Regions from separate parts of the Xenopus laevis genome. Here region 1 is linked to region 2. The links are chromatin contacts, called in public Hi-C maps. All regions are on one chromosome and are shown on one strand. The core of a region is the stretch at or near the end of the contact, and the rest is flanking DNA. Distances in the headings are between cores, read along the strand shown. Region 1 overlaps ddx41.L (probable ATP-dependent RNA helicase DDX41). Region 2 overlaps LOC108710972 (PDZ and LIM domain protein 7-like).

Region 1 (3,286 bases), core at 614-3,113, 88 kb before region 2:
CATATATTTCCATAACTGCTACTTATTTTGGTGACCTCAGACCAAGAAGAGCGAACCAAGGCAATTGAGGCTTTCAGGGAAGAAAAGAAAGATGTACTGGTTGCTACAGACGTTGCATCCAAGGGTCTGGACTTCCCAGCCATCCAGCATGTGATTAATTACGACATGCCTGAGGAGATCGAGAACTACGGTAAGAGTGGGAAGAGTGCTGTTGTGTTTATAAATGTCTCTGGATTTTACAAGTAATGTGTCTAAATTTAATTTAATGCTTCTTTGAATTTGCTTCCCAAGCTTTCTTGTAAAAACAATCTCTTGCCTTTAAGTAACTTGTCAAGTTACTTAATGCAGAAGCGCCAACATATATTCAATAAATGTAAAAAATTAAAGCAGGTGGATTCCTATTTAAATGCTCTGGAACTCATAACTGTTTTGGAAGGCTATAAATTGCTGAAGGGTTGCCTTTGGGTCTTAAAATACCAGATGTCCCTGTCAATGAAAGCCCTTGAAGTCCTGTGTAATACTGTTGTTAAAGCACAGCCCAGTGATCCTGTATAAGGTTTCGATTTAAAGCACTTTTGAGCAGGGTCCTCTGATGCTATTTTTAACCCCTGTTTGTAATTGTAAATTACATTGAATCACATTGAAGATTTTGTTCTGTAGAAAAGTGTTATAGTTACTAATCAGTATAGCTTTATGAAGGACAGGTCATGACAAATAAAGTTACTTGACGTAAGGTTTTTAGTGGACTGCCTTGTGGTTCAGTATTGAATCCATCAAGTACAGAGTTGATCCAGTTACTGGTCTGATTGCCCCAGTCAAGTAAATTAAAATTGCTGCATAACTTACTGATAAATGATGATGGGAGCAGAGGTAATCCTACTCCATATAAGAATATTTGGGGTCACCAGTGGGGATCTGTTTTAACTTTCACCCCACCTGCCTGTTCCCTAGCTCTTTTATAAAACCGATGATAAATGGAAGGCATCCATACTTCTCTGAGAACCAGTGGAAGGAGACATTTAATTCTCATCCTTTTTTTAAACCTTATGATAAAATTACAACCAATTTTCATGAACATAAAACGCTGAATTTTATTAGTCAAGAGGTGAAGTGTTTATTCGGTCAATTGTTCTGCATTATATGATGTTCTTCATTGGCCATCTTCATACTGCAGACACTGTCCTCTAAAGCTTAATGGATACACTTTCTTTATTCTTATTTAAAGGAATTGTTCAGTGTAAAAATAAAAACTGGGTAAATAGACTGTGCAAAATAAAAAAATGTTTTTAATATAATTAGGCAAAAATGTAATGTATAAAGGCTGGAGTGACTGGATGTCTAACATAATAGCCAGAACACTACTTCCTGCTTTGCAGCTCACCTGGTTTCCACATACTATCTATTTACCCAGTTTTTATTTGTACACTGAACTGTTTCTTTAAACTCCTTGTGCAACATAATATAGGGCTTGTGCTGAACATACTTTTTGCGTATTGTTTAAATCACACAAACAATTTATGGTTTTTGTTATGTCTTGAGCTAAACAGGGAAATCAAGCTACTCCATGTTTGTTCCTTGTGAGTTAGATAATTCGATTACCAGTGCACAGTTAATCCCTTTACATAAGAGAAGTTGTAATATAATCTTTTTTGCAAAGGCCCAAACATGGAGTAGCTTCAATTTCACTGTTTGCCCTGTTTTAGCTCAAACAATAAGCTTGAGCAGTCGATGTGTCCTCTGATCATACGTCACACACATTTGAATAATGAATGAGCTGGGGGCACTTGCTCGTGTGCATGCTTGTACCCCAACCTCTGCACTGTGTGGGCTGCATAGTAATGCTCATGGGAGGGTAAAAACAATGAAAGCTCAAAATGTTCAAAAAGCTCTCTCGTTTTTCTCTTCCTCTGTAATATCCTCCTTGTGTGTAATTACACTATGACTATAACTCTTTGTAATATATCAGAAATGTACGGAAAAGAATTGCCTCAAATTTTACTTTGGATTTAGGACTTGAATTGATAGTTGTGTCTTATCAGTGTACTTCTAAGGGGCCCTCCCTATAACCATTTCTCACTCTGCCTTTGCAGTTCACAGAATAGGACGTACTGGTCGATCTGGTAACACTGGAATTGCAACTACCTTTATAAACAAGTCTTGTGGTAAGTAGCACTGAAAGAGAGATGTTATACGACTGACATTAAATGAGAAACATCTCATGCAATTAACATTTTTTTACTGTTTACTTTTTAAAGTTTGTCATCGGCCTAACTTTTTTTTTCCTTACAGATGAATCAGTTCTGATGGATCTGAAGGCTCTGCTCATGGAGGCAAAGCAGCGTTTGCCCCCTGTTCTGCAGGTGCTTAATAGCAGTGATGAAACCATGCTGGAATTTGGAGGTGAGCAATTCTATTTAAACTGCATCAACATACTTACGTACATACATACATACATACTATATACATACATACATACATACGTGCATCATTCATATCCAAAATTATTATTTAATTATTATTATTATAATTCATCCATCATTTAACCACAACCCAGTGCATGCAATGAAGCTGAATAAATAAAGGGCATTTGTTTATGAATGGAAAACAACTATAGGGGTGCATATTAATATTGCTCTAAAACAATTTAGTCTGCCTTTATGATATATTGCAATATTGATGATAATTGTAGAAGAACATCTTTGATCTTGACACTGTTTTCTTGTTAAGGGGTATATACACTAAAGGACTTTGAGCTTTATTACCATGTATTGACTGCTTTATTTCTTCTCAGATGAAAGAGGTTGTGCTTTTTGTGGAGGTCTGGGCCATCGTATCACAGACTGCCCCAAGTTGGAAGCCATGCAGACAAAGCAAGTCAGCACCATTGGAAGGAAGGATTACCTTGCTACCAGCTCAATGGATTTCTGAGGAAGAGACACATCCAGGGTGCTTAGATATGGTGTGCAAGCCTTTGGGGCCAGTAGTGTGCACTATTTTTCAACATGGGTAATGTTGCATTGCAACAATGCAAGAAACATTTAGATCACAAACTGCAGAAGCTTTACCAGCTGTATGGATCTGAATTTGGACTCTTTTCACTGGTATTCAACATTGAACTAAAGGGACCAGATGTTTGACTTTCTGTGAAATGTTTTTTCTGGTGCCAAGCATGGGAGATCTCCTGTTCACGCCCAAGAGGTCAGAGTGCATTAAAAAAATTAATTATGCACTTCAAAAGAAGCTCTGTGAATACAAGTATCTCTTGCCTTGTTTTCTTGTCATTCTT
Region 2 (2,914 bases), core at 43-2,542:
ACTTTAGGGTTGGTATGGGTAGACTCATTGTCGACCCACACATCACTACAGGTATTGAGTCCATTATCCTGAAAGATCCAAATTACGGAAGGCCATCTCCTACAGGCTCCATTTTAATAATATAATTATAAATTTTAAAAATTATTTCCCTTTTCTCTGTATTAATGAAACAGTACCTTGTACTCGATATACTGAGAACATACATAGATTACCATTGATGAGCCAAGGAATATGTTCCCTCTGATTTAAGTAGAAAACTTATGTACAGAAGGACAGTTCTACACACACAATAGTTTTGGGTTGCCCTGTTTTTTGGGAAAAAATAGCGTCCTTCTTATGTTTTTAGCAACAGGCTGTGGTGTAGGAAGTGCATTCAACCTTTCCAAACCAGGTGATCGGTTTTCCCGAACCAGCACATTTTAACATGACAATGGAGAGTCAGGGGTGACCCACTGTGTTACCATCGATGTCATATAAAGGCAACATGCAGTAAGTAGTGGGGATTTTGGCTCAGGTTTGTTTCTAGACATGATGTGAGAGAATCAACTTGTTACAGTGAGAAGCAAACTGCTACTCTAGTTAAAGGTCCCTCAGTTACTATAGCGAAGGAAGATGAGGCCGAGCACACTCCTGGAGATTAGATAACGAGAACCCCTGGTGTCCAGTGTTAGGAGTCCGGCGACCTCCAATCTAGCATAAAGTGAGGGAAACACTGGCACACAAGGAACTTTATGCAGGGTTACCCCTTGCGTTTATTAAGTGCGGACGTGCAACGTTTCGGGGCAAGCCCCTTTATCAAGCATGAGCCCTCAGTTACTGTCCCATCCCATCCTTCCTTCCAGCTTAGTAGTAAAAATTACAGGCCTGTCAATTCCCTATGAATAGGAATCTACAGTTAAGATGCTTGCTTTCTCCCAAGGCCACAGTTGATGCTACATCTTGCTTTTAAAGTCCTGTTGTAGCTTCCAGTGTTGATGAGGTTGTCTTTTAATGCTATAACTCAATGTTTTCCTGCAGGGAAGTAGACTTGGGGCTGCAGCGCTGTGACGAATACAGGACCTGCGCATGTTATTGGGGAGTGAAATCTGATATAATACTGCTGTTGGCTATAGTAATGAAACGGGCAGCAACATCTTCGTAGGCCAGTGCAATTCAGATCCTTAGTAAATGAGCGCCCTTTGAATAGAAACAAGTGTATAGGCGGCGCATAGGGACATGCATTTGGAGGCAGTAAAGCATATGTACTGTATGTGTCTAAATGAGAGGAAAATCCTAAGGTCCCTATGAGATGCAAAGCATGTTGAAACCTGAGTGAAGTTGAACTGATGTCAGAGAAATACAGTTGTACTCCTGAAAGTCAGTGCGTGCTGTGTGACTGACAAGGAGGTAGGGAGGGAGTTGTTTGTTTTACGTCTTTCTCCTGTGAGAAAAGGAGACAGGTGGGTAGGGCACCCGGGTGCTGTCATGTGGCTGATCTACTAAAGTGCTGAGCTGAAGTAATTCTGAGTTATAAATACAATCCCCTCCCACCCTCAGGCACAATGCAACCCCCTCCCATCCTCACGCAAATAGACACTATAGAGGCCAAGGGTTTCAATGCTGGAAGATTAGGGGCACCGAACAGGCCCGGACTGGCAATCTGTGGGTTCTGGCAAATGCCAGAGGGGCTGCTATAAGGTTCCATAAAAAGTCAGTATTTAGTGGGCTGGTGGGGGCTGTTTGGGCCTCTGTGTAGGCTGATTGGGCCTCTTTGTACTTAAAATGCATGGGCCTATTTTGACTCTCAGTCCAGACCTGGTACCGAAGCACCATTCCAAAAGGAACCACGCTTGGCCCTATTAATTTATAAATGCTTGTTTGAACAGGCAAAAAATATATATACAGTTAGGTCCATAAATATTTGGACAGACTTTTTTTTTCTAATTTTGGTTCTGTACATTAACACAATGCATTTTAAATGAAACAACTCAGATGCAGTTGAACTGTAGATTTTCAGCTTTAATACAGTGGGTTGAACAAACGATTGCATAAAAATGTGAGGAACTAAAGCCTTTTTTTAAAACAATCGCTTAATTTCAGGGGCTCAAAAGTAATTGGACAATTGACTCGCAGGCTATTTCATGGGCAGGTGTGGGCAATTCCTTTGTTATGTCTATCAATGAAGCAGATAAAAGCCCTGGAGTTGATTTGAGGGGGGTGCTTGTATGTGAAAGATTTTGCTGCTAACAGACAACATGCGGTCATAGAAGCTCTCCAAGCAGGTGAAACAAGCCATCCTTAAGCTGCAAAAACAGAAAAAACCCATCAGAGAAATTGCTACAATATTAGGAGTGGCAAAATCTACAATTTGGAACATCCAGAGAAAGAAAGAAAGCACTGGTGAACTCAGCAACGCAAAAAGACCTGGACGTCCAAGGAAGACAACAGTGGTGGATGATCATTTCCATGGTGAAGAGAAACTGCTTCACAATAGCCAAACAAGTGAACAACACTCTATCCAGGAGGTAGGTGTATCGATATTCAAGTCTACCATAAAGAGAAGACTGCATAAAAGTAAATACAGACGGTGCACTGCAAGGTGCGAGCCACTCATAAGCATCAAGAATAGAAAGGCTAGATTGGATTTTGCTAAAAAACATCTAAAAAAGCCAGCACAGTTCTTGAAAAACATTCTTTGGACAGATGAAATAAAGATCAACCTCTACCAGAACGATGGCAAGAAAAAAGTATGGAGAAGGCATGGAACAGCTCATGATCCAAAGCATACCACATCATCTGTAAAACATGGCGGAGGCAGTGTGATGGCTTGGCCGTGCATGGCTGCCAGTGGCACTGGGACACTAGTGTTTATCCATGATGTGACACAGGACAGAAGCAGCCAAATGAATTCTGACGTGTTCAGAGACACTGTCTG

Evidence for each region. Hi-C and Micro-C count contacts between places; a contact is called where the count stands out from the background.
Region 1: a contact with region 2 is called in a Hi-C map of the XL177 cell line, with 2.6 times the contacts expected there. The contact joins two enhancer-like sites. A contact is called at or near these places in 2 of 4 Hi-C or Micro-C datasets (the XL177 cell line and the XTC cell line).

Annotation. Positions count from the first base shown.
Region 1 is chr3L:53,509,543-53,512,828 of Xenopus_laevis_v10.1, reverse strand. ddx41.L (probable ATP-dependent RNA helicase DDX41) reads left to right here. Exons shown (of 17, transcript XM_018252231.2): 14 at 41-190; 15 at 2,091-2,162; 16 at 2,290-2,400; 17 at 2,792-3,286. The coding sequence ends at 2,928. Among protein-coding and RNA genes, the nearest start is that of ddx41.L, 9.2 kb to the left of the region's middle. Within about 2 kb of position 1,863, at least 1 of the 7 cell types and tissues checked has an H3K27ac peak or open chromatin away from gene starts, as enhancers often do.
Region 2 is chr3L:53,421,834-53,424,747 of Xenopus_laevis_v10.1, reverse strand. The region is part of intron 2 of LOC108710972 (PDZ and LIM domain protein 7-like); the gene reads left to right. Among protein-coding and RNA genes, the nearest start is that of LOC121401477, 15 kb to the right of the region's middle. Within about 2 kb of position 1,292, at least 1 of the 7 cell types and tissues checked has an H3K27ac peak or open chromatin away from gene starts, as enhancers often do.